2 separate regions of the Mus musculus genome follow, and region 2 is linked to region 1. Evidence: chromatin contacts called from public HiCAR-type data. All regions are on one chromosome and are shown on one strand. Each heading gives the region's core, a stretch centred on a gene start, on an enhancer-like site or on the middle of the called end of the contact. The rest is flanking DNA. Distances are from core to core; before and after follow the strand shown. Region 1 overlaps Rnf145 (ring finger protein 145). Region 2 has its middle 150 kb from the start of Gm12159.

Region 1 (7,739 bases), core at 2,706-5,205:
CATATAAATACATTTTGATTAGTGTACATTGCAAAATTTCTCCAACAGCATGAAGTGGGGTGGAGAGCGGGTGTGTCCACTGAGTAGCCTGGAGCAGATCCTCGGAATGTCAGGTTCCTGCCTAGTCCTCTCCTACATCCACTCCTCAGATCTGAGTGTGAACTCCACCTTGGGTGGCCTTCTCCACAGTCCAGAGCTCCAAGCCTGCTTCTCCTCTAGGCAGACTCAACAGGACACACTTCGCCTTCTGGAATCTGAGGACCCTCTCCAGCATCAGCAGCCCCCTCCTGGCTAGCCGAGCCTCTGTTGATGTGTTCACTACTGTCCCCAGAACCTTCCTGGGTCCCAGTCCCTGGTGGACTCTCATGGTCCGGGGGTTCAGGACCTTCCTGAAGTACAATGTTCTGCTCGGCCCCCGCAGGAGGCTGTGGAGCCGCTTCTGTCCCCAGTCCTGGAAGCTGGGAGGAGTTTTTGAGATGGCAGTGACACAGAGGGCAGGTATCCTGGACATACAGCCATTTCTTAAGACATCCTGCATGGAAGAAATGACTGCAAGGTGTGATCACAGCGGATTTCATGTCCTAGAAGAGAGGTCGAAAGAGGTACCTCAGCAACGTCAGCCGTTTCACCTTCCTGATGCCACCCCACAAGCTCCAACCTCAATATAAGCTTTGTAGCACAAACAGAAAACCTGCAGCACAGAACTTAGAATCATCTGGCTTTGCTCTTAAAGCTGCTATCAGAGGAGCCCTTACACAGTAACGTAAGAGACCTGTGGACGGTGAAACAAACGGGAGTCAAGTGAGGAAGAAACTATATCCTAAACACGGAACACGGCGGGCGCACGAAGTGAGAGGGTGTGAGCCACGGGTCTAAGACAGTAACTACAACCTCAGGAAATCTACTGCAGACAGGACTTTTCCCACAGTTATGCGCCAATGCAGCTAGAGACTATTCTACCATGAGCCTATATGCAAGGAGACAAAACTCAGCCTCGGAACACCAGAGTGTTGGCAAGGAAGTCGCAGTTGTATCAGGGCCAATATACAGACATTTTACAATTGCTGTGTAAACCAGCGATCCTCAGCTTCACCCTATGCTCGGGCTGTACCAGAGTTAGAAAATCTGAACCATAAATCTATACTTAGAACAAGTCCCATGTGGGACTTTTAGGTGCTCGCGCTTCACAAACATGAGGAAAAATGGTGACACCTCCTTTTGCTATCAGTATTCCTTGGGGAGGGAAGGCCTAAGGCAGGAATTTAAAACACATGGATTTTTTTTTTTAACCACTGCTTAACATCCACAATTAGGAAGTGAATATCCCCCAAATTCCTTGCCAAGAGCTGGTAACACCAGGGAGTGGAGGCGGGGGGGGGGGGGGGGGGGGCGGGGGAGGCAACTCTGAAGCAGGGAGCCGTCCACACAAAAGCAGCCAGCCAGGAAGCTAAGCAACTCCACTCTCGTGGTCCATGTGTGAGCGGCAGGCAGTTCCAGCACTTCAAAAAAAGTGATGTGACACCGACAAAGAGGACTCTCGGACCCCACCCAGGAGAGCAGACATGGCAGGAGGGTGGCACAAGCTGACTGTGCCAAACTTGGTTTTCCCGGGGTGGCCCTGAGGACTGTGAGGCTACAAAAGACAGAGTCCAGTTCAGGAGCACAGAGAAGGATGGACAGGGACAGGGACAGGCCCGGGGCCATACTCCTTCTCAGTGCACTCAAGGGTTACTAACATACAAAAAGTGTTCTCAGAACTCGTTTAAAGAGTGGAAGCTTTATGTTGCTATGAGAAATCATGGTAGTTTTATAAACACACACAAACACCCACCCACAGCATCTGCACTCCCATGCAGCCCTAAAAGCATTTCTGCATATACACTGCCACTATCTATGGCTGGCTGCCACCAGCCTACACTCCCAGTGAGTTTACTCGGGGCCTGGTTGCAGCTGTTGCCAGGTAACTTTGTCTACACCTCCAGGAGTGCAGCTTAGTGCTAAATGCTGCAACTCAGTCCCCCTGACAGTCCCCAGGTGACTGGGGACCAAACTCACTATGTTCCCAAGATGACATATCTTTCACTTGTACTACAGGGTAACCATCATCTCGGTCTGGGGCCAGAGCTGTATGGATGGCAGGCAGTCTGTCTACCCTCAATAGGACCCTTCCGCCTGCTTCTACCACCACTTTCCGAACCCCACAGGACTGAAAGTCTCTGATAGAGAGCAGCATTCTGTCACCCACCATGAAGTCTGGATGCTTCTTCCCCACCCAGAAGATATTAAGAAGAGTCAAAATCTTGGCACAGCACTTTTCTGAAGTTGCTGACTCCTGGTTGCTAGGATATATTTAATCACACATACACATGAACACTGTGTCTGTGTGTGTAGTCAGTAATAATATAAAATACACCTAACCTGTTTTTCCTTTATTTATGGGTGAGCAATAATGTTGGAAACAATAATAATTAGAACTTGAAAGACTATATTAAAACTGAACTTAGAACTAAAATGGATATGTTTATATCAGGGCTTTATTACTCTAATCTATGAGCCCCATTATCCCTTTCCAATCCAGAGATTAATTGTGCCCGGAAATTTACACTGTGACTGGTGCATGCTGCGGCCCCGAGGTCTACCCCGCCTGACCTATCAGCAGACTCCCCCTGAGCAGGTCACCTGGTAACAGATGGCGCAGATGTCGTTGTGTTTCTCCAGCTGCTCCTGCGTCGCGACAGGGAGAGACTTAATCTTATTCACAGCGTCCCTGCGCAGAAGGAAACTCTTCCAGCCCAGCTGGGCACGAAGCCACACGTTGTAGTAGGAATGGATGAAGATGATCATGGAGCCCATCACAGTCCACTCTCCAAAGATGGTCTCTGAGACGCCGTAGGCCACCACACAGAGGGCCACAACAAACTCCAGCAGACGATAAGTGCCATTCACGTAGTAGATGACGTCATCCATGTTTTCCACGGGCTCTTTGCGGAATTCCTCAACCATAAATAAGACGTAAATAAAAAGTGTTCCCAGAACCTGGGGAGGGAAGAGTATGTATATTAAGATAAATGTGATCATAAGAAAAGCATTCTCCCTGAGTTTAAAATAATAACACATGAACTCTTGGTACCCACTGAAGGCTGTGTGTGGGTGACAGTGACCAGTTACTGAGAGAGCAGACGCTGCACCTTCAGAAGCAGTGTTCAGTCTCCTCAGGCCCACCCGACCTTCCTCATTCCTCATCCGTCCAGTCCTTGTCTCTCAAAACACTTCACCTCTACAAGGAACAGGGCTGAAAGCATCGTTTCCAGAACCACATTTCCTGTCACCTCTTACTGGCCAGGCAGCAGAGACCTCTGCAAAAAAGCTTGCTGCATCCTGGTGATGTTGTTCATACATATGAAACACATGTCTGTCTGTGTGGCACATACATTAGCTATGTATGTTTATGGCACACATCATGCATGTGCATATGTGAGTTGTATAGATTTATATTACAAGGGTATTTTGAGTAGACATTTACTTTGAAAAGCCCATTCTAAACAAGCTCTAAGATATTTCAGTGTTATGGTTTTTTGGCAATTTAAAAAAGAACGTTACCATTTTGAAAAAACAAACAAACAAACATGTGCAAGTCTTAATTACATTTTCTGTTGTTGCTGCTTTGCTTTGTTTTGCCTGTCTTTGTGCACTTTTTGCCATGATGGCTTTAAAAATAAAGGAGGAGGCCTCTAGGCTCTCCCTCCCACAGCCAAGAAAGTAGGCAGTGATGGAAGGCAACCCCAACAGCCTGGAAAAGAAAGCTTGCCCAGGAGGCACAAGCTTGGGTGCTCTGCCACCACTAAGCTCCCTGAGCCAGAGCGGAGTCAGCCATGAAGACTAAAGAAGGCACAGTGCACTGTGTTCCCCGCCAACCCGTGGATGTCAGGGCCAACAAACCCCAGAGCAAACCGCCCGAGAAAACCTCCTCCGCCCTGCTCAGTCTGGACAGGGAGAAGGCACGTGTGTAGCGGGCTCATGATTGTGATGATGTGGATTTTGCCAACAAAACTGGGATCACCTAAACTCAGTCCAGATGGCTAATTCTAAATACTTTTTTCACCATAATAAAAGTAAAGCCAAAGGCTTTTTGTCATCACCACAAATGGAACACCACCCGGGTTAAGTAACGTTTACTAAAACTAGTATCTTCATGACATGCAAGTCTCATACTTGCAATCATGAAGACAGTTTTGACCACATGACAGTTTCGCATTTTCATATCACACTTCATCAGTATGCAGGATGCTCTAATAAAGAACGCAGAGTGGCAGGAGCCCGAAGCCACTCACTCATCTCAGAACACAGGCCACCAGGGGCACAGCGTCACTGTGAGGCTCACCTGGAGAGAGGTAAGGATGCTGCTGGAGATGATGATGAGAAGCCAGAAGTCCATGTGGAAGAACTGGCAAATCATGTAGGCCATATACGCAGGGAACACGAGGAGGAACAAGCAGAGGCTCACAGCACGGAAGTGTTTCCACAAACTCCTGGACAAGGCACAAGAGTCTTACAGTCAAGCCGTTCACAAACTGATTCCTCACCACGGCGGTGAGGGCACAACAGCGGTTCCTTAGTTCTGGAGTCACTTGTGGTGGGTTAGGTTTTCTCATGGCTTTTCCGTTCACTATAGCTACCAGTGTCCTTCTATAAACCACTAAGGGTGGAGCATACAGGGTCGGGGCACCCAGTGGTCTACTTTTGTTTTCCTCCCACAGCCAAGAGGGAACCCTGCTTTAGCGAATGCTGCTCCAACCACAAGTAATGCTAGCAGAGACACCAACTCCAGCAATAGCCCAGACCCTCAGGCAAGGCTCTGAGTCAGCTTCTGGTGGCGAAGGACCAAAAGTGAGCCTGACACAGCACCCTGAAGGGATGCAGAACCATACCAGTTCTTATGGAGCAATCGGGATCTTTCTCATCAGCTTTTATAAACGTTCTATAGTGTTCTAGCACACCCATCAATATGCAAAATTACTTAATGTACTCTTTAAAAGACACTTTCAGAATCAGCAGATATGAAGTATAGCCAAGTGCAGGTAGCAGTGTGCACGGGCTCTCCACCTGACAGGCTTTATGGAGAAACCGCCAACTTGAAATCTAGCCCCAGTAACTGGGATTCACTACACTCACTGAGACTGACACACGGCCAGGAGCTGGAGGCACAGGAAACTGACTTTTTCAGCCACGGTACCTTCTCAGAGGACGTTACGAAAGGTTTGCCCAAGCGGACTATGGGGCACTCAAGCAAAGCTGAACAGCTGTAATTATAAGCTAATTTAAGAATTATCTCACAAATCTGCTCTCACAATTCTACCTCCCAAGAGACTACTTCCTCCATGCAACAAATTCAGAACCAAATTCTAGAACCAACCATCAAAATATGAGGGAAAGCTGGGGGGAAAATGGTGACAGTGAATTGTAACCAGTTTTATCTGGGATCTCTTGTATGAACTACGAACCAAAATAGTACAGTCAGTTTTGTGTGTTTGTTTTAGGTGCCAGATACTGATCTAAAGTCTCCAAACAGTCTAAGCAAATCTTCTACCACTAAGCCAGATATGCCCGGTATGCCAAGCAGTATCTTGGAAGCAATAATAGTTTGGGTTTTAGGTCTTTTAAAATGTCTAGGGTTGCAGCCACCACACCATCAGCTCACTTGTTAGTGTCTATAGCCTCAGTGCAGCCTACGGACAGCCAAGAAGATCCTTGGGGCTGAACAGCCAGGCAGTGTAGCCAATCAGTGAGCTCCAGGCTTAGTAAGAGACCTTGACCCAATATCAACCTCTGACACATACACTGACACAGAGACACACACACACACACACACACACACACACACACACACACACACAGACAGGCAGGCAAGCAGGCATGCGCTCACTCATGAAGACTCTCTGATCTGACATCAATCTCTGGCTTCCAGAAATATGACTGCATACCTGTACATGGCCCACAGAAAAATAAAACAATACTTTTTAAATAATAAAAGTAAATATAATTTAAGCTTTCTCTGAATACTAGATGTACACAGATCCAGCTCCCAATTTTATTTGGTCCCACATGGCATCAAGAATTTCCATTAAGGGCTGGAGAGATGGCTCAGAGGTTAAGAACACTGACTGCTCTTCCAAAGGTTATGAGTTCAATTCCCAGCAACCACATGGTGGCTCACAACCATCTGTAATGGGATCTGATACCCTCTTCTGTTGTGTCTGAAGACAGCTACAGTGCACTCATATAAATAAAATAAATAAATCGTTAAAAATGGGGGTGGGGCTCTTAAAAAAAAAAGAATCTACGTTAGACTATCCTCCCCTATGCTGCAACTTCCTGAGACCATCACAGGAGGTGCAACTCTGTAAGTCCCTGTGCTTATGAATCCGATCCTTCTTCTCCACGTGCGCTTTCCCCTAATGCTTTGCTCCCTTTAACTGGCATTACATAGGATACAGTCACACAGGATGCCGTACATTTACTAAGTGCTCTTATACCTAGACAACTGGCATATAAAATGCATTACATTTTTCTGAAAAGAGTTTCTTTCTTCAAAGCTTCTGAAGTGTCTTTTAACTATGGAAGTCCTAAAAAGAAAACCAAAACTGATTAGGAAAGCCAAAGACCGGCTGAGGAGATGGCTCAGTGGATCAGACATTGGCTGTGTAAGTTGGAGGACCAGAATACAGAGTCCCAAAGTCCATGTCAAAGCCAGCAGGGTGCCTGCCTATGTTCCTGGCGTTCAGGAGATGGAGACAAGACTGCCCAAGGCAAGACTAGGTTAACTCAACCATCAAGCTCTTGTTCACTGAGACCGTGAATCGGTCAATTAGGTGGGCAGAGATGGAGGAAGACACCCAGCATCCACCTCTGGCTTCAACACGCACATGGACATGCAAAGACAAACGGAACACACAGACACCACACAAAGACACTGAACAGCAAGCTTCCATCCATCCTTCAGGCTATAGGCAGTCCGTGGGAAGAGAGTCCATTAACTAAATCAAAGATTAGGGAATTCCTTACTTGTCTCTCGATGCTCCCAGTGCCAAAACAATGGGATCTGCGATCTCCAACATGGACTGCAGGATAGAGGCAACGACGATGAAGAGGATGATGCTGAGCAGGAATGCACGGTGAACCACCTGAAGTTCTATGAGCCCCGTCTGCACCGCCAGGATCAGCAGAGTGACTCCTTCTGTCATCCCCCTAACGGGCGGACAAGTGCAGGACTAAATTCATATTCCAACCATCCCCAAACTCCAAGACGGCACTCCAAGGGCCCTGAATGCTGATGGGATAGCTTTAAATCTATTCGGACATTTCAAGCTAAAGTCCTATGCAAAGTAGCTTCATGGCTCACTGCTTCAGTGTGGCGGCACACCGATTTACAGGCACCTTTACGTGTTCAAAAGCATGCTGTTGGTTTAGGATAGAATGAACGAAAGAAGAGTTATAAAACAAATAATTCCCAAGCAGACCACCACTGAGGCAGATCCTCCTGCTCCTCACAGACAGCCAATGTAAAGATTTACAGCATCAGTTATATACTGATCTCTCTGTCGCGCACACACACACTAAATATGAAAGCACTTATTTAAAAAATGTTTTGTTTTCACCATCATGGAGAAGAAAATATCCTTTAAAAAAAAATAAGCTGGGGCTGGTAAGATGGCTCAGTGGGTAAGAGCACCCGACTGCTC
Region 2 (6,758 bases), core at 4,224-6,723, 700 kb before region 1:
TTAAATTGGGATTGAATCCTTCTGGGTTCCTGATTTATTGAGATAACTGGCATGATCTGAGATAAAGGCATCAGGGGTTAATCCTTGTCATACCAATGCAGAGCATGACAGAAACCCCCATGTTCACCAGAATTCTGTTACTTCAAGAACAGTACCTGAAGAAGCACCTTATGAAATGAAGACTAGGTTTTGGCTCCTAGTTCCAGAGGTTTGCATTTATGATGAGCTTGTTCCATTACCACAGTCCTGTGAGTAGGCAGACCATTGTGACATCAGGGGGCAAGGCAAAGACAAGCTACTCACTTCTTGGCAACCAGGACACAGAGATGAACAACCAAAAGAACCCCAGAATAAGATATATCATTCCTAAGCTGTATCTTTCCCAGTGATCCAGTTTCCTTAACTAGATAGACTCCACTTCCCCATAGCATCATCCTATGATGACTTTATCAATGGATTAGTCCACTGATTAGTCATAGCCCTCATCATCTAGCCATCACTCAATGATCAGATCCAATAACTGGTGACCTGGCACACAGGCTTTTAGGAAGACTATATCAAAGCAGAATGTGGCTGAAGATATATCTCAGTAGTCAAAGTGCTTGATTTGCAAGTACAATCTCAAGAACCTACAAAGAACAGGCTGGGTATGCCAGTATGTGCTTACAATCCTAACTCCTGGGAGACAAAGACGAGGATCCCTGTGGCTTGCTCATCAACCAATCTAGTCTACTTTATGAGTTCCAGGGTGGTGAGAGATCCTGGTTTCTCGAAATGAAGGTGATGGAATCTGAGGACCACAGAGGTTATCATCTGGCTTCCATGTGAGCATAGCCACACACACACACACACACACACACACACACACACACACACACACACACACCAAATAAATAATTTTTAAAACACAGGTGAAATGTGTCTAGAAAGTAGGGAGTGGTAGGCTCTAGGTGCCTCCCTTTGCTGTTACTTTGAGAGGTATGGAGATCTGCTTGTTGATTTCTCTCTTTTGATTTTGCTAAACTCTCCCATTTCTTAATCTCTTCCTTCACAACAATCCTGAATAACTTATTCTTCCTGTAGAAGTCTGAACATTTTCTGAACCTTTAGGCTCTTGGATTTCATTCTCACACTAGGTGGGAGGCACCAGTTTCATGTTCCATGTGTTTGATTGACCATGGAGATGTTCTCTGCGATGTTAAACATGGTTTCATGAGAATCAACAGGACCCAGAATTTTGTGATTAGATACTTGGGAGAAATAGTGAGTTAAATAAGTTTAGTGAGTTCTCAGCTACAGGACTGGCTAGAATTACTGATATGCTATTGCACAGTGTAAGCCTCAAAGATGTAAACAGAGCATTCTCATTTTTATAAACTTCCTTAGCCACACAAAGCCACTGCTACAGGAAGCCAGGAAAGGAACCAATGTCCTGGAGCAGCTTTGAAGAGCAGTTAGCTGGTTACATTCTATGGTGGCAGGCTGTCATCTAACGCTTCGGAATGGTCCACATCTCATCCGTGAAATGATAGAGTTGGCCTGCTGCCCGAAAACTGTTAATAGTACCACAGGGCTCTGTCCTTGGCCTTGAACATGTTTTAATTGTTATCAGGGATCCTTATGAAGGAAAAAGTGTCAATCATCCCATGGAAAGATGACGCAGGGCTAAGAAGGGTGGCTAATGGATCAAGGCTTAAACTTACCTTTATGTGTAAAACTGTTGGGCCAAATAGTCTACAGAGAGTGTGAGAAGGATGACTACATGGCTGTGTTTGTACTTCCAGGAAATTTATTTTTAACATATAATATGTGAAATTATAGGCTTGGTGGCAATTTATGTACATGTATGTTCTCTGAAGAGCTAAAGACCACAGCCCAAGAGGAGCCATTAGGGAACAGGAGACTAGTCCTCTCTTAAACTAATTCCAGTGAGGCTTCCTCAACAGAGGCGATTTGGTCTGGGAATCTGTTGGTTCCACATGAGCTGTCTCTTCCCCTTGCAACCTTAATTTTGCACATGTTTGAATACTAACCAAATACTGGCTTCATAAATGTTATATCTCTCGTTTGATGTAGTGTCCTCAGGAGATGCTTGAGGGACTTTTGTTATAAACATACCCAATTTACAGATGAGGACACTGAGGCTCAGCGATCTTACCACATTGAAGAGTCCACATTTGAGACCAGAGAGAATGCCTCAGAAACCTGAATATTCTTTTCTTTTTTCACTTATCATGTGTGAGCATGTGTATATGTGTGCACACAGGTGTATGTATACATGGATGTGTGTGTATGTTTGTATGTGTGCTGTCTGTATCTATGGATACTCACGGTTTTGCATGTGTGTGGGTACACATGTGTGTTAGTGTGCATGCATATGCATGCGGAGGTCAGATGTTGAGAATCATTTCTAGATCATTCTTCTGCCATATGAATTGATAAAGGGTCTCTCAATCAAACCGGGAGTCACTGACACACGTAGTCTCACTAGCATATTCCACAGATTGTTTGAGACTTGAATTGCAAGTGAGCCACCATACTTACGTAACAATTGACTTGGATTCTGGGGACATGAACACTGGTTCTCTAATTCACTTACCAAGCACTTTAACCACTAACCTACTTCCCCAGCACCAGAAGCCTGTGTTATGCATAATTCTTCCAGCATCGCCAGAGATATGGTTCTCATGATGCTTGGAGATTTGGAGGGTTGATTGTTAGGAGAGGGAGCCCTGAGAAAGCATGTTACATTCCGTGGGAGAGAAGCGTTCCTTTTGAAGAGAAACCAGTTCATGCTAAGGACACACGATTGAGTGGAAGTGGAAATGGCCCTTGGAAGTGAGAGAGTGAGAGATTTCGATTTAACCACAGGAAAGGCCTTCTTGGGGTGGGGCGAATCCAAGACAGAACTAGAAAGCTCTGTAAGCAGCTCACTAGGCGGCGCCTTCTCTTGTTTCTCTAGATCTGTAAGCAGAAGTCAAACAACAATAGACAAAGCCGATCTAGCCAGCAGTGTCTAGCTAGGTAATCAGGCTTGACAGATACCAGGGTTTCGTCTGTCCCAGCCTTTCAAGTGCTGGGATTGGAGGTGTCCACCACCTACCTAGCTCCAAGGAAGAACTTATAAAAGTCAGACAGAACCAGAGGTGATCCTCTACAAAAGAATATCTGAATGTGTAAATTCTGCTTTTGTGGCTCTTGTTACTTTTAAAATACCACCCACTTTAGAATTGAGGAAGTTATGTGTACCACTGCCCATTGCTTTAAAGACATGGCCTATAATACTTAATGGTGGTCAGGATACAAGGCAGTTTAGCTGACTCTTGAGGAAGAAGAAGAAAACTTGAAATCGGAGGAGGAGAAAGTGGGCAAAGAACTGTAAGTGAAGGTGTTACCCAATGAAAATGAAAGGTGGAACCCTACAGGTGAGCTGGTTCTCACTGGCACCTTAAAATACCTTCCTGGTGTTAATGGCTACTGAAGTACACGAGGGTTTTAGTGCCCTCGTGAGAATGCCTTGTGAGTCACTGAAGGAACAAGAGGCCTCTAAATTTACTCCAGATAAATTCCCCTGGAAAAGAAATCGTGAGAAACCTAAGCTCATCAGATTCTTGCCTTCAGAAGCCATTTTCAGAATAACCATCGATGAGAGAACTTCCAGAAGGGGCTAGAGGAGAAAGCATTTGCACTCAGCATCTTGCTTTAAGGTGATAAATAAGTGGATCTTTATTATTTGTTTTTATTCTTCTCCATTTGTATGACGTGCATATACATGAGTGTGTGTCTTTGTATATGTAGATGTGGATGTGTAAGTGCCACAATGAGTGTGGCGATCAGAGGACAACCTTGGGTGTCTGTCCTCTTTCTTCGCCTTGTTTGAGACAGGGTCTCCTGTTCACCACTGTACATCAGGCTAGTTGGCCCATGGACTTCTAGGATCCTTGGCCCCATTTTCCCATAGGAATGGTATGATTACAGGCGCATGCTGCCCTATGGCATCTAGCTCTGTATGGGTTGTGGAGATAGGAGCCCAGGTCTTCATGATTTCGTGACCAGCTCTGCTTCTTCTGCCCCATTTCTCTAGCCTCAACTCATTGCTTCAGAAACAGTCTCTTCCTTCATAGTATGCTTAAATCTTGTGTTAATTTATGGGACACTTAGAAAAGGTTTTACATGTTGTGCCAAGAAGTCGGTTATGACTAAAGGTAGCGCCATCTCATATAAGAGTCCTGGACCTGAAGTGTCCACAGGAATGAGGTACCTAGGAGAGGGTGACCTCTGGCCCCTGGCACGAGGAGGGAGACCTGGGATGGCTTATGCGGAGGTAATGCTCACAATTCCAGCAGGCATTGCTCCGGCAGACAAGAGAAAACAGTAAAACTCTCAGAGGAAGTGCGTGGTGGGCTGAATACCACAGAGGCCAACAGTGTACTTTCCACCTCTTCAAAGATCGATGGTTCTTCTCGGCTATAACTCTAAGGAACACTGGGCGATGCTGGTGGGTGGAAGAAACTCATGGCATCAGATGAGACATTCTTTGTAACAACAGTGTTATTCTTATTTTTTTAAAGTCTTCTTTAATCTTTCTGATTATGTGAAAAACAGTGTCTTAGATTCATGCTGGCCTGTACAATACAAACTTTAAATATCTTTTTTTAAAGTCAGGAACCATCCCAGTTAATGTTCCGGCCTCTCAGTCAGTTGCTCTCCAAAGTGAGGAAGATGGTGGGGGCTTCTTCCTAGAGCAGTGGCAATCAGCACTGCATAGAAGACCTGGCACTGGCTCAGATCTCAGCGAGTCTCACTAGTTTGGTTTTCGCATCTATCGTCTTCCCAGGCAGCCAACATTTCTCTGGCTCCTGTTCAGTAAGAAGGTTTTGTTTCAGTTGCATTTATTTTATGATCACCGTTCAGCTTCTACGTATTGTTTCTACATACTCTTTCTTTTGGCAGCTAGACTTATGAAAGGGAAGGGTAATAAAAGCGGAACATAGGGAAGGTGAATGTGATTGAACACAGTCAGGGGAAACGCACACCCATTTGATCTCTCGGGGTCTCTGCAGTTCTAAGTGTCAGTGATTGCAGGGATGAGGGAGAGAGAGAGAGAGAGAGAGGCCACAGAAGATAGCAGATTTACTCAAGGTCACGAGGCTCATTAGTGGCAGAGCTCGGAGGGGATCCAGCACCTCCAGATGCGCAGGCTCACGTTCTCTCCAGAACTTGTTCATAGTCCAGAGCCCCAGGACTCTTGTCAGCTAGGAGAGCCTTCTCTCGCCCCAGCCCTGGGCTCAGAATGCGAGGCTGCAGAGAACTTTGCCCACAGTCAACTATGATCCCTGTCCCCAAACCAACCATTGCTTGCTGTTTCATACAGCCCCGCTTCATTCTCCAGTGCTCCGATGCCATGTTCGGTGCTGGGAATTTGGGTGGGCCCAGAGTGCCTTTAGTATTACTGCTATAATTCAAAACATCCAAATTATTATTTTCTCCATGAGACGAAGCCAGGGGAACACTGTTAAGTGGAGAGAAAAGTGTTTGTTACGCTGGGCGTTCCAACAAAATGTCCTCCTTTGCCATTAAATCATAGCACTTCTAAATGAAAAGATATTTTGCAAACTTTGGCAATGACTGAAATTTGGACATGATACAGACACCCTCCCCCCCCCCTTTCCATTTTGTGCTTTTTCTCCATGTGGTCTCAAGAAATACTATTTGCTGGCTTAACTTTCCTTGTTTCTCTTTCCTCACGACCCAAGTTGTCCATTCTCCCCAAAGACCTCAGCTTGGTTTTCTGCCCACAAGTTATCATTTTAATAAATAGTGAGGCTGATAAGTAGAGGCCAGAGAGAATAGCCTTGTACCCAAATGCATTGTTTCTCAGAACCTCTCTTTCTTTAGAATTAATCATAAACACATTTATGGAAAGGAATGTGCATATTACCATGAAGCCCCTAAAGAGAATATTAATGAGGGTGTATTGACAAGACAATTAAATCTGTGTGGGCTGAAGGTGATCAATATTATCAATGAAAAATAATAATCTCCCAAACCATAAAATCCTCTGCTGAACTCTTGTGTTCAGTTGTATGCCCTTAGTGTGAAAACTCTTCTTGTGTACGTATGTGTATGTATGTGTGTGTGTATGTATGTATGTGTACATGTAAGTGTAGCATACATGTGTTAATGCATGAGTGTATGAGTATGTGTGGATATGGAGGCCAGAGAAGGAAGCTTGCTATCCTATCGCTTTTTACCTTATTTCTTTGAGACATGTCTCCCACTGAACCTGAAGCTTGCTGTTTCAAAAAGTCATGTGCCCAGTGATCTCCCAGGATCCTCTTGTTTCCTTCTCCCCAAAGAATAGCATTACAGATATGCCCAGCCATGGTTGGCTTTTGCATGGGTCACAGGGGACTGGAAGTCAGGCCCTCATGTTTGTGCATCAAATGATTTTACTGACTGAGCCATCTCCTCAGGCCCTGCTTTGTGAACAATTTCATCAAGCACTTCTCCATTTCTAATTAGCCTCCGATGTCACAAAGAATCTCTTGGTGGAATTGATGCTTCTCAGGCCCCGGCTTCTCTCTTCTCCTCTCCTCCCTGGACAAAGCATGAACAATTCCAGAGTGTGGCTGCCACACCCTCAGCTCCACTGTTGGAGCTCAAAAGCTAGGATTAGCAGCTGGGGAAATCCATTGACAGGCCTGGGATGTGTCTGGGCCCACAGCTGGGCTGCTCTTGTACAAGACCCGAGGGAC

What was found. HiCAR-type assays count read pairs that join an accessible place to other places.
Region 2: a contact with region 1 is called in a HiCAR-type map of fibro-adipogenic progenitors, with 4 times the contacts expected there. The contact joins two enhancer-like sites. A contact is called at or near these places in 1 of 115 datasets of contacts at active chromatin or transcription factors (fibro-adipogenic progenitors) and 1 of 9 other capture datasets (pancreatic islet).

Annotation. Positions count from the first base shown.
Region 1 is chr11:44,556,762-44,564,500 of GRCm38.p6, reverse strand. Rnf145 (ring finger protein 145) reads right to left here. Exons shown (of 11, transcript NM_028862.4): 8 at 7,063-7,245; 9 at 4,382-4,529; 10 at 2,680-3,036; 11 at 1-581. The coding sequence ends at 216. Among named protein-coding and RNA genes, the nearest start is that of 4930597A21Rik, 26 kb to the left of the region's middle. Within about 2 kb of position 3,955, at least 15 of the 459 cell types and tissues checked have an H3K27ac peak or open chromatin away from gene starts, as enhancers often do. A contact at or near this core is called in fibro-adipogenic progenitors, where this site is marked.
Region 2 is chr11:45,264,131-45,270,888 of GRCm38.p6, reverse strand. No RefSeq gene overlaps it. Among named protein-coding and RNA genes, the nearest start is that of Gm12159, 150 kb to the right of the region's middle. Within about 2 kb of position 5,473, at least 33 of the 459 cell types and tissues checked have an H3K27ac peak or open chromatin away from gene starts, as enhancers often do. A contact at or near this core is called in fibro-adipogenic progenitors, where this site is marked.